Regions from separate parts of the Sus scrofa genome. Here region 1 is linked to region 2. A link is a contact called in public Hi-C data. All regions are on one chromosome and are shown on one strand. The core of a region is the stretch at or near the end of the contact, and the rest is flanking DNA. Distances in the headings are between cores, read along the strand shown. Region 1 holds the start of RASSF8 (ras association domain-containing protein 8). Region 2 holds the start of BHLHE41 (class E basic helix-loop-helix protein 41).

Region 1 (5,020 bases), core at 477-2,976, 160 kb before region 2:
TGATGCTGTTCACTGGAGTGAAAGGTTGACGAAAGAATGAGAGCTGAGGAAACGTTAACCTTAAGGCTGGAAATCTCTGAGGATCTGTGCTCTAGGTCATCTTTAAAAGTTTCCACGGGGTTTTACATTTGAATCATAGAGAATGCTTCTTGTCCCTCAATTCTCCAAATGTTGGCAAGCCAAATTTGAATCTTAACATCTGTCTCCTCAGTTCACCTCTGAGGTAGAGGAACTAAAGAGCTGTGCAATAACTAAGGTCAAAAAACAAGAGGAAGAAACCAAAGGCCTACAAATCCAAACTCCAAACAAATCAAGCCCTGAATAGGACAAGCGGTAACAAGTTGTGCTTCAAATTTAATATCCCTGTCTTGATTTAAAAAAAAAAAAAAAAAAAAAAAAAAAAAAAAAAAAAAAAAAGCAAAAACACCCAACACCAGAAACCCAAAAACGAGTGTCTGGAGAATCAAAAGGGACATCTTATAACTGGAATGCTTCTTTGAATCTCCTCAGCCCCTCTTCCTCCAAACTGATTGCTGTTCTTGCGTTGTGGGCATGTGTGAGCAAAAGTCTGGACCAAAGACTGGATGTTGTCCAGTGACTAGAGTACTGCATGTCATAAAAAAAGGTGAATAACAAGAACAACACACACATCTGCGTTTCCATAAGAAAGCACAGCTTTCCTTGACTATTTGCTATATTTGCGCGGGGGGCGAGGTGGGGGGGGGGAGCGGTTTTCTGAATCTGAGCCCAGCTCTTTCTAAACTTGGTTACTCACGTCTGATTCACTCGCTGTGTTTTTCGTCTCCTGTCTCTGTCATTGCCTGCTGCTGAGAAGGGGGTCGCTGAATCATTGCCACTCCAGATGAAAAGCAATTCAAACCCAGTCCTGAGGGGATGGAAGGGCCTTTTCTTTTTTTTTTTTTTAAGCGTCTGTGGAAAAAGCCTCCTCCTTGCTGGGGTGACAGTGAAAGGCAGTTTTGCAAGTCTCACCCCGGGGCTATGGAAGATTTTACTCCGTGAGCGTCAGTGAAGTACCGGTCATCTCACCGTTTCTAGCTTTCAGGTCCACTGGCCTCCGCCGACCCGGCGGAGCGGGGGACCGTGGGCCCGAGCGGCCTCGCAGCGCTCACCGCCGCTTTAAAAGCTCCCACAATGCAGCGCTGGCGTCCCAGTTCCGTTACAAGGTCTCTCCCGGCGCCGGCGAACCGGCGAGGAGAGGGCGGGGGAGTCGGGGAGCGGCGGCTGTAACCCGAGCACCCGGCCGAGGGGGGCGCCCCCGCGCCGCCGCTCTCGCGCGCTCAGCCCGCGGCCCGACAAAGGGGCGGAGCCGCCTGGCCGCTCGGCCCGGCCCGGCCCCCGGCCCGGCCCCCTTGCCCAGAGGCACCGGCCGCGGGAGCGAGCCAGCCGCCGAGTCCGCCGCCTGCGCTCGCCTGCCGCCCCGTACAGCGCCCGGAGTCCCGCTCCTCGTCGAGCCTCGCCTGCCCGCTCGCCCCCCGCACTGGCTCGGCTCTGGGGGCTGCTCCCGCCGGCTGCGCCGCGGCTGCCTGCGCGCTCGCCCACCCCTGTACCCCCGCCCGAGGCGTCCGCGCTCACCTAGCGCCAGGCGGGAGGTGAGCGGACAGGGAGCACCAGGGAGCCGGGGCCTCCCGCCGGTGCGGGGCGCGCGGCCCGCGTAGCGCAGGGGAGCGAGGCTCGCGGGGCTGCGCCGCCGGGGACGGGCGCTGGGCGGCCGCCGGGCTCCGGGCGCCGCCGCGTCCCCAGCGCTCCGGCGGGCCCCGCGAGGCGGCCTGCGGGGGCGGCGCAGTTGCGAAACTGAGTAAGTATTAACTTTACTCGGCGGCCGCGATCTCCGGGCAGCTTTCGGGACCCCTCCCTCCTTCCCCTGGAGCCTCCGGGCTCCCCCCTTCCCCGCCCCTCTCTCCGCACCTCTGGTTTCTTCGCCCCATCTGCCCTCGCCGCGGGCTCCCGCTTCCTCCGGTTCACCTTTTCCCCGCTGTCTCCCCTTTGCGCGTTCTCCCCGCCGCACACGCGCGCCTGACTGAGACTACGAGCTTGTTCCCAGTCTGTTTCCTCCCATTGCCCTTGGCCGGGGAGTTTAGAGGCCACTTTTGTTGGGAAGGGAAATGTACGTCTGGCTTCTTTAATATTTTTCTCTCCAAATGGAAATCGGATGCTTGCTTGCCGAGCGGCGGTTTGGTGAAAGCTTATTTTCTCCTTTGAAAAAAATGATTGGTTTACCGGTTTTTAAAATGTTTGAACGATTAACCATCCTCCGTCCCTATTCCCCCGTGCCGCCAACCCGTCTGGGGAGGGGAGTGCAGAAGACTTTCAAAGTAATTCCGTCTTGCAAACTGGAAACTTAGAGAGGATACGGCCCAGAAAGCTGAAAAAGATTGAACCTGAAGGGCCCTGAGCTTTGAATGTGGGTCCTCGTGTGGCACAGGGCTTACGCGCCGAGTACCTGGGTTCGTAATCGAGTGTTGCGTTGTTATTTTAACATAATAGAGCCGCCTGGTGTTGCTAAACCACTACTTTCTCAGCATCAGATGGCATCCAGTGCAGGGCAAGCTTTGGGTATAATTGCGGGTCAGATCTTTAGGCATTTAGACGGGAAATAGATGCAGGGCACGTTTCATAGCTGGTTTTCAACCCGGGATGTTAGCCTGTCAGTACATCAAAGCATTGCGTTGAAAAAATTCCTCCAGCCTGGTGCCAGCGAGGACCAACATTTTAGGGATTTTCTAGTATAATGTGGTTCAGCAGTTCTTCATTAGATATGTTTTGTTCGCAGGAAGCACCTTTAAATATGTATCGATCTCCGATTTTTCTGTCGGTTGAATTAACTACCCATTCTGGTAGGAGGCCCCAGGTAGTCTTTTTAAAAATTTTTTCTTTTCTCTTAAGTCTTTCATCGTTGGGTTGCCAGGAGTTGGTTTTCGTGCGAAAGAACAGAAAAAATGGGAAGACTTAATGTATTATCAGCATCCTCTTCTTTGCCTGGGTGAGGCGGTAGTGAATGCCACCTAGCCCTCTGCAGGGAGAGGTGCTGAGTGGAGGCAGGAACCAGGAGGCAGGACTGAGCACTGTCATTTTGAAAGGTGGCTTGTGTGAGGTTTTATCTTTTAGCTGGCATATTAATTGTACTTTTAATTCTATTTATCCTCATGGGGAACTCTCCCCAAACTATAAACATTACATGTGACCACACCCCACTTAAAGAAGACTGAGCATAACTTGATGATTGTTCTTTTGAAGGATCAAGACCCAACATAAATATAATTTGTAATGTAGATGGTAAATCCTTTCAAAAATCTCCCCTTCCTCATTTTCTCTCCTTTTAAGAGTCTCTAGCTGATACTCTCAATAATAGACACGTTTGGTAGTAATGCATTGAATTCTTTCTAGGGTCATTGATAAAGCCTGATTCCGAGGCTTCAATAGCTGAGGAGGGCATCAAAGAGCTCAGAGAGGGAGGAAATCATGGGACTCTGCAGAGAGGAAAGGCATTTCAGTTTGCTGAACTGTCAGCATGCTGCAAGGGAAAGCAGTAAAAAGAGGAATGTTTAAGTTGTTTTTAAGGTGCATGTTTCCTAAATTTGGCATTTGGTCGAGATATTTGGCAATTGCAGATTTTAAATTCTATTAGAATCAACTATAATGGAAAAAATCATAAAAAATAAATTCTATTAGGTTGTGGTATGATTTCTTTTTGCCTAATATTTTTAAAGTGTCATTTTTTTTTTACTTTTTAAAAAAATTATAGTTGATTTACAGTGTTGTCTCAATTTCTGCTATGTAGCAAAGCGACCCAGTCATACATATACGTGTGTGTGTGTGTGTGTGTGTATATATATATTCTTTTTCTCATATCATCCCCCATCATGTTCTGTTCCAAGACATCGGACATAGTTCCCTGTGCTATACAGTAGGACCTCATTGCCCGTCCATTCCAAATGTAATAGTTTGAACCACCTACTAACCCCAAACTCCTAGTCCATTTTTGTTAATGTGAATCTCAATGCTTAGCTTTTGTATCTTCTATACTGGGTGGCTTGCATTAATTTTTAATTTGAATGCCTTGGTTATTTTGAGAAATGATGAGTTTTTCAGAGTTTCTTACTAATTGATCCTGTCTTATGTTGATGTATGTAATGGCTTGAGAGGAAAAATATACTTTGGTGTTGATATTGTTGCTCTTTTCATTATGCTTGATTCCTGGCATGGCTTTGCTCATTTATTATAAAACACTAAGTCCTAGGTATCTGGCTAGTGTTCACAACATTGCAAAACTCTTTGCAGGTAGAAGTGGAGTGGGAATGGGTGTGGGATAGGAAAACATTATGCATCATAACTCTGAGGATTTGGATTTAAAAAATAATGTATCACCTGTTTACTCTCCTTGGATGATATCTTGCTCCAGTCCTAAATAGATTTCAAAATCCAAAGTGTAGAAATAGTTTCCAAGAACTCTGTTTAGTGGAAAGAATGCTTATCCTCCACAGCCAACCAGCCAGACTCAGGTGGCAAGTGTGACTTTGTCTCACTCCCAGCTGAGAGAGCTTGGCCATGTTACTTCAGCCTCTGTGATCTATGGTTGCTTTTTGTAAAATGAGGATATTGTTACTAAAAAGCGATGCTGTGACAAGGAGAACACCTAACATAGTGTCTGGCACATATTAGCCAGTAAATGGCACCATCTCCTACTTCTCCAGAACTGAGCTCTGATTACTCAACCTTTCTAACTGTTCTTCCTCTGTTTTTCATCTCATATGTCTGAGTGGCTCAGGCCAGAAGGCTGGAATATCTTCCACTATCTTTCTTGTTCTGACATCCCCACCCAACTAGTTTATCACAAAGTCCTGTCTACTTCTCTGGCAAAATTCTCTTTCAAACCTGATTTTCAGTCTGCACTGTGTTCCCATCCTAGTTCCAGCCACCATCCCCTTGCCCCTGCAGAGACCTTCTCCACACACAGTGCCACCTTCCAGCCCCTCTTCCCACCAGCAGCCAGAAAGAGAAA
Region 2 (5,550 bases), core at 1,514-4,013:
TCCAGCTTCATCCTCTTGGGCGCCGGCGAGTCCTCCCCGGGGGGCTCCTGCTTGATGGTGACGCGGCTCGCCCCCGCGCCTTTGCCTTTCTCGCGGTCTGGCCGGGCCTCGGCCTCGCCGCCGTAGCCGCTGTCCGTGTCTGTATCGTTCTCAGCGGCGAGCTCGGCGCTGGGCTGAGTCCGCTGGATGACCGGCACGCAGTGGGCGAGGGGCTCCAGCTTCTGCCCCGCGCGCTCCAGGCAAGCGGCGGCCACGGACCCGGCGGGGGCGGTGGTGGGCGCGCCGGTGCCTTTGCTCAGAGGAACCTGTTGAGTCAACAGCTGCGGGGTGGGTAAGAACTGGGTGGCCACGGCGTGCAAGTGGTTGATCAGCTGGACACACCGAGGCTCCCTGGGCGTCCAGCTCTCAAACCGGGCGAGGTATTGCAAGACTTCTTTGGCGCATGTTTGAAATCCCGAGTGGAACGCATCCAAGTCGGACTGAATGGGCGATTTCAAAGATCGCTCCCCTAGGATGAGGAAGGGGTAGAGGGGTGGGGAACAGAGGAATGGAGGCAAGAAGAAAAATACCGACGTTAAAACATCTGCTTATCACGTGGGCCCTGCATTGACTAAAGTGATCCCAGTTTTTCCTGTGTATTCCTATGATATAATCCACCGGTTGCAGAGAGGTGGGAGGAGTGCGGGGTGGCGGGGGTGAGGAGCAGGGGGGCGCTCTACTTGCAGCTGAAAAACCAAAGTGGAGAGGGCGCAATCGCCACTTTAAATAAAAATCTGATTCCTGCGAGTTCTAATGAAAGCCTCTAGGATGCTTTCGGGAAGTGGGTACTTTCCAGTGAAGGGAAAGTATAAGCAATTTAACAAAAGAGAGTGAACCCGTGGGGCCAAGAAGGAGGTGAGGTGGGGATGGGGAAAGAGTCCTAACATTGCTTCTCTGTGGGCTGCCCGGTCTATCAGGGTGGGTTTGCCTCCCTGAACTGACTTACCATTCTGTAAAGCAATTATCTTCTGATGCTGCTGCTCTGTTAAGGCTGTTAAAGCTTTTAAGTGTTTCAAAGTCAATTCCAATACTACCGCTTTCTCCAGATGCCCCAGAGTCTGCAGTGGTGCAAAAGAGACGGGGGCACTTGGTTACTTAAAAACACATTTGGCATGACTGGCTTTCCATTCAGCTCAGCAACTTAAGCAAGCACTTTGAAAGAAGTACCATTCCTATACTTCTTGAGCTTCAACAATACAGGTTATAAATGATTAAGAAATCAGTTGTGAACACCTACTCTTGAGTTTGCAGGAAACTCTCCACTATAGCACAAGTTGTAAGGCATGTGATATTTACATTTTATTCTTATAACCCTGGGACTAGTACCAGGCTATTAACACACCCTTGGAGAGCAGCAAAGAATAAAAATGTGCATCTTACTGTCAACTTTAGATGTTCAGGCAGTAAGTCTTTCAGCTGAGCAATGCATTCATTAATTCGGTCTCTTCTTTTCTTTTCTATTAATCTGTGCGGTAATTTGTAGGTATCCTTAATACATGAGAGTCATGGAAGAGAGAAAACAATAAACTAAACATTCATTCACTGGATTTAACAATACCCTGCCATCCTCCCCCCAAAACATACTATGTGAGAAACTATGCCCAAGAAACCTCTTTCCTCTGGACTGTTCTGAAATGCAATTTAAATTCAGGTATGATGTTTAAACTCCCCCTGAGAGTATCCAGCAAACCACTTAAAATTCAGTTGGGGAAGCTCAAGATCTGTAATATATTTGCGGGCAGACTTCCCTGTTAAATCAATGGCCCTAATTAACTATCCAGGCAGGTTAAGAGGAACGTCGGAAACTTACACTTACCTTGCTATCGTCTCGCTTCATGCTCCTTTTGGGCTTACACATATACAAAGAGGAATAATCCAGTCTGCAAAATAGAAATCAGCATCAGGAACCCATTCCGAGAGGGGCTCTGCCCTCCCCGCTCCATACCACTTTCTGGAGAAGAAAAAAAAAAAAAAAAATCAAACTGAAGCCTAGACAGATATTCGCAAGGGTGCGTGCACCTTACCCTATAAAATCTCTATGTTCCAGTAACTGTCTTTCTTGCAAATGAGGAATTCCTTCGTCCATGTTCAATCGCTGTCCGTTTCCTCTGTTTCGATTTTTGGGGTTCTGTTCTATAATCTGTGGGACGGTAGCCCTGGGAGATCCTGGGGGGAATCTGTACGTCTCCAGTCTCTCTCTCTCTCTCCCTCTTCAGTGCAGTGTTGAAAGTGTGAAGCAGTTGGTCCCCCCCTCCCTCCGCGCTCGCTCTCTCGCACACACACGCACACACACGCACGCACACTCGCGCTGGCTCCACTGCGCTGGTAGTTTGCTCTCACTCCGGGCAGTGTTTGGCCACAGGGCACGCGCGTCGCCGGCCAGACCAGCACCCAGCTCACGTGCGGAACGTACCATCCGCGGTCCAGCCCGGAGGGGGGCGGGGGAGGAGGGGCCGGGCCAGGAGGGGGCGTCGGGAGAAGGCTGCTAGGGAAGGCGGACGGCGGGAGGGGGCGGGGACACCTGATCAGGGCCACCGGAAAGGAAAAACAACTTCAGCCAGGCTATTAAGCTTCCCCAAGGCAGCGCAGTCAGCTGGGGGAGTGGGAGGGGGCGCCCGGGGGTGCGGGGCAGCTTGGGCTTCCTCCGCTGGGAAGTGCGACTCCTTCAATCCGTCTGTCCTTACGGATAGGAACGTGAACGTGGCTTTTTACTTTTCCACAGACTGTGCTGTTGGTTTGGACCAGAGAAAGGAAAGAGAAAGAGAATTCGCGATGGGTCAACTTCAGTCCCGAAGGACAATTTGGAGACTTGTTTGCTTACGCTCAGTGGCCTGGGGGGACCCCTAGACCTGATTGGAGGTTGCCCCCAAAAGGGACAACATGAAATCTGCTCCCCGAGAGATTTAAGATAAGTGAAAATGTAGCCACTGGGTCAGAATGTCGCAATCCAAGTGTCTTTCTGCCCCACAGTGTCCAAACTTCCCGCAGCAGCCGGAATTGCGGTGCCACTAATCACAGCCACAGATGACGACGTTTGGGTTCTCAGGAGCTCCCTCAGGAACGCGGCGGGGAGGGAGGGGAATAGGATGGGGTGGCAAGAGAGGGGCTCCCGCGAAAAAGCAATGCAGCATTACCAATCGCCCGCTAAGCCCCGCCGCCCCTCTGCGCCTCGGGTGGCGCTGCGCACTTTCCCCGCCCCTCCCCCTTCGTGTGATAAGAGACGCCGGGAGTGTGCAGAGCCCACGTTTACTACCGCTGGTACCTCCAAAGCCTCCCTCCTTAATCCTGTCTCAAACGGGTACCAGCACAGGGCCAGCAACGTGATCCGACCTGCCGCTGCTGCCACATCACTGCACGGGGAACCCGCGCGCGCGTGTGCGCGTGCGCGCGCTTGCCCTGCAGCCTCGGTGCCCCGCTCGGGGAAAGCACAGGCCACCTCGAACCGGGCTACCTTTCCCCAGAGCCATCCCCGGAGCATGACTCACTGCTAGTGAGAGTTACCGGGAGGTGCCCGCAGTTGCGCACTGCCCCTGGTGCCTGGCGCAGCGGGCCGCAAGGGACATCGGAGACCGAGGGAAAGCGCGTCCTGCGGGATTCCCAGGTCTCCGGGCCCATTGCCCCCACTGGGTCTGCCAGGAGGGGATAGGGAGAATATATATTAATCTCTCTCCTATCTATCTATCTATCTATCTATCTATCTATCTATCTATCTATCTATCTATCTATCTATCTATCTATCTATCTACATAGATATCAAACCAAAAGTCTTTCCTGCCTGCATTCTCCTGGGTGATCCCCGAAATAGTCATTACTGCCACTGGCACGTGAACCAAGGCGAGAAGTACGCCGAATGCACGCGAACCCGGGCGCAGCAGGGACTTGGGGCCGTCGCTACGTGTCCCCCGGCCCGCCCCGCCGAGCGCGGGTTCCGGGGACGGATCTGGGTCGCGGGAAGCGGCGGCTGGAAGGAGGTCACGTGTCTGCGGGAGTCGTGCCTCTTCCCCGCCTCCAGGAGCCGCCGGGGCCGCGGCCGCGCTGCTGCAGTCTCCCGAGTCCTGGGCGGAGACGCGCGGCGTCTGGCTTCGTGACTCCGGCGGCGGCGGCGGCGGCCCAAGCTCACCCCAGCGTGAGGAGACGCTCGCGGTCTGTCCTCTCAGAGGGCCGTTTAAGGTCCCTCGACTTTCTCCAATGGGGAGACGTATTTTGCACCAAATAAGCAATTCAATAATGATCATACTTAAAAAGAAAAAAGTATTTTTGAAATACTGATTTTATTTTATACCTAGATCCAGCTTCTCTGTTTCCAAATGATTGGGTTAGTAATTCCCTTTGGAGGGGAGGGCAATTCGTAGTCCTAAAAGCGGCATATACCTGCAGCACTGTATTATTCTGTCCTCTCATTCTAAATTGACAAAAAAAAGGGGGGGGGTGGATAATGCCATTAAGAAGAATAATTTAAAAAATGAAACACCAGCTCCCCTATAGATTTCTGACGGTTTGGAGAAGGAAAAGAGTGTAAATATTTGCTCTAGAGCTAAATTTTTTTCTTGGAAAGGATGGCTGAAGTATTCAGAGAAAATGAAATGAAGGCTGGATCACTGCATCTCGGTCTTGTCAGTGGAGCAGGCCGGATGCAAGGCTGCTGATCCTGGACAGACTTTAGGGAGCAAGTTTGGAGCATATTCTAAGGCAATAGGAAGAATAGGGAAGGAAGTTGGGCGGGCCATCGGTGTGTTAATTTTGGATGTTAACTTCCCCTAATTCAAAGACAAAGAGGCCTTGGTGCAAATGAAGCCTTTCCTGGTGTCAATTTTATCTCCTCTCTCCCCATCTCTTCTGTCCCAACATTTCTGTTTTCTCTCTCACTTCATTCTTTTTCTGATACCCAGATCAAGCTGTAAGTGGATGGAGTCTTTTCTAGTGCTTGGTTTCCTTTGTTATTCTCAATCCTCCTTTTCTTCTTTTTTTCTTTTTCATACCCACTTTTTACTCTTGTCTCCCTTTTTTCTTTTCTTCCCCCCCCCTTATATTTTTCTCTTCCTACCCTTTCCCCCATTCTTTCCCTGTAGTTTTGGTTCTTTTATTTGCTTTTTTGTCTTTTTTCTTTAGTTTCTCACCTTGATGACTCTTCTTGCTTATCCACTTCCCTTAAACTTGAGTCCTGCTCCTTTTCTCTCTCAGACTTCTGCCTTCTGGAACATGGGGCATGGGGCATAGTTTAATGCCTCCAAATGTCCCTTTGCTGCAAGGAGAGCTAACAAACATATAGCACTTACAAGTAGAGTACCAAACACCATTTGAAGAGCTTTTAATGTACTAACTCATGAATCCTTTCCACAACTTTTTAAGGTAGATACTGTTATTATCTCCATTTCTGAGGTGAGAAAATAGACACTTGGGAGATTACAAAATATGCCTATGGCCCCAGATCCAGGCTTTAAGAATAGACAGTGGGCTCCAGTGTCTGTGCCCTTAACTATTTATGACCCCTTGATGTGAACAGTGAAGACC

Evidence for each region. Hi-C and Micro-C count contacts between places; a contact is called where the count stands out from the background.
Region 1: a Hi-C map of liver shows a contact between it and region 2, with 4 times the contacts expected there. The contact joins the promoter of RASSF8 here to the promoter of BHLHE41 in region 2. A contact is called at or near these places in 1 of 47 Hi-C or Micro-C datasets (liver) and 2 of 2 datasets of contacts at active chromatin or transcription factors (alveolar macrophages and skeletal muscle).

The regions. Positions count from the first base shown.
Region 1 is chr5:47,844,176-47,849,195 of Sscrofa11.1, reverse strand. It overlaps RASSF8 (ras association domain-containing protein 8), which reads left to right and starts at 1,726. Exons shown (of 6, transcript XM_005653134.3): 1 at 1,726-1,816. It overlaps LMNTD1 (lamin tail domain-containing protein 1), which reads right to left and starts at 897. Exons shown (of 18, transcript XR_002344073.1): 1 at 776-897.
Region 2 is chr5:47,684,875-47,690,424 of Sscrofa11.1, reverse strand. BHLHE41 (class E basic helix-loop-helix protein 41) reads right to left here and starts at 2,763. Exons shown (of 5, transcript XM_003355541.4): 1 at 2,064-2,763; 2 at 1,856-1,919; 3 at 1,420-1,527; 4 at 986-1,097; 5 at 1-508. The coding sequence starts at 2,125.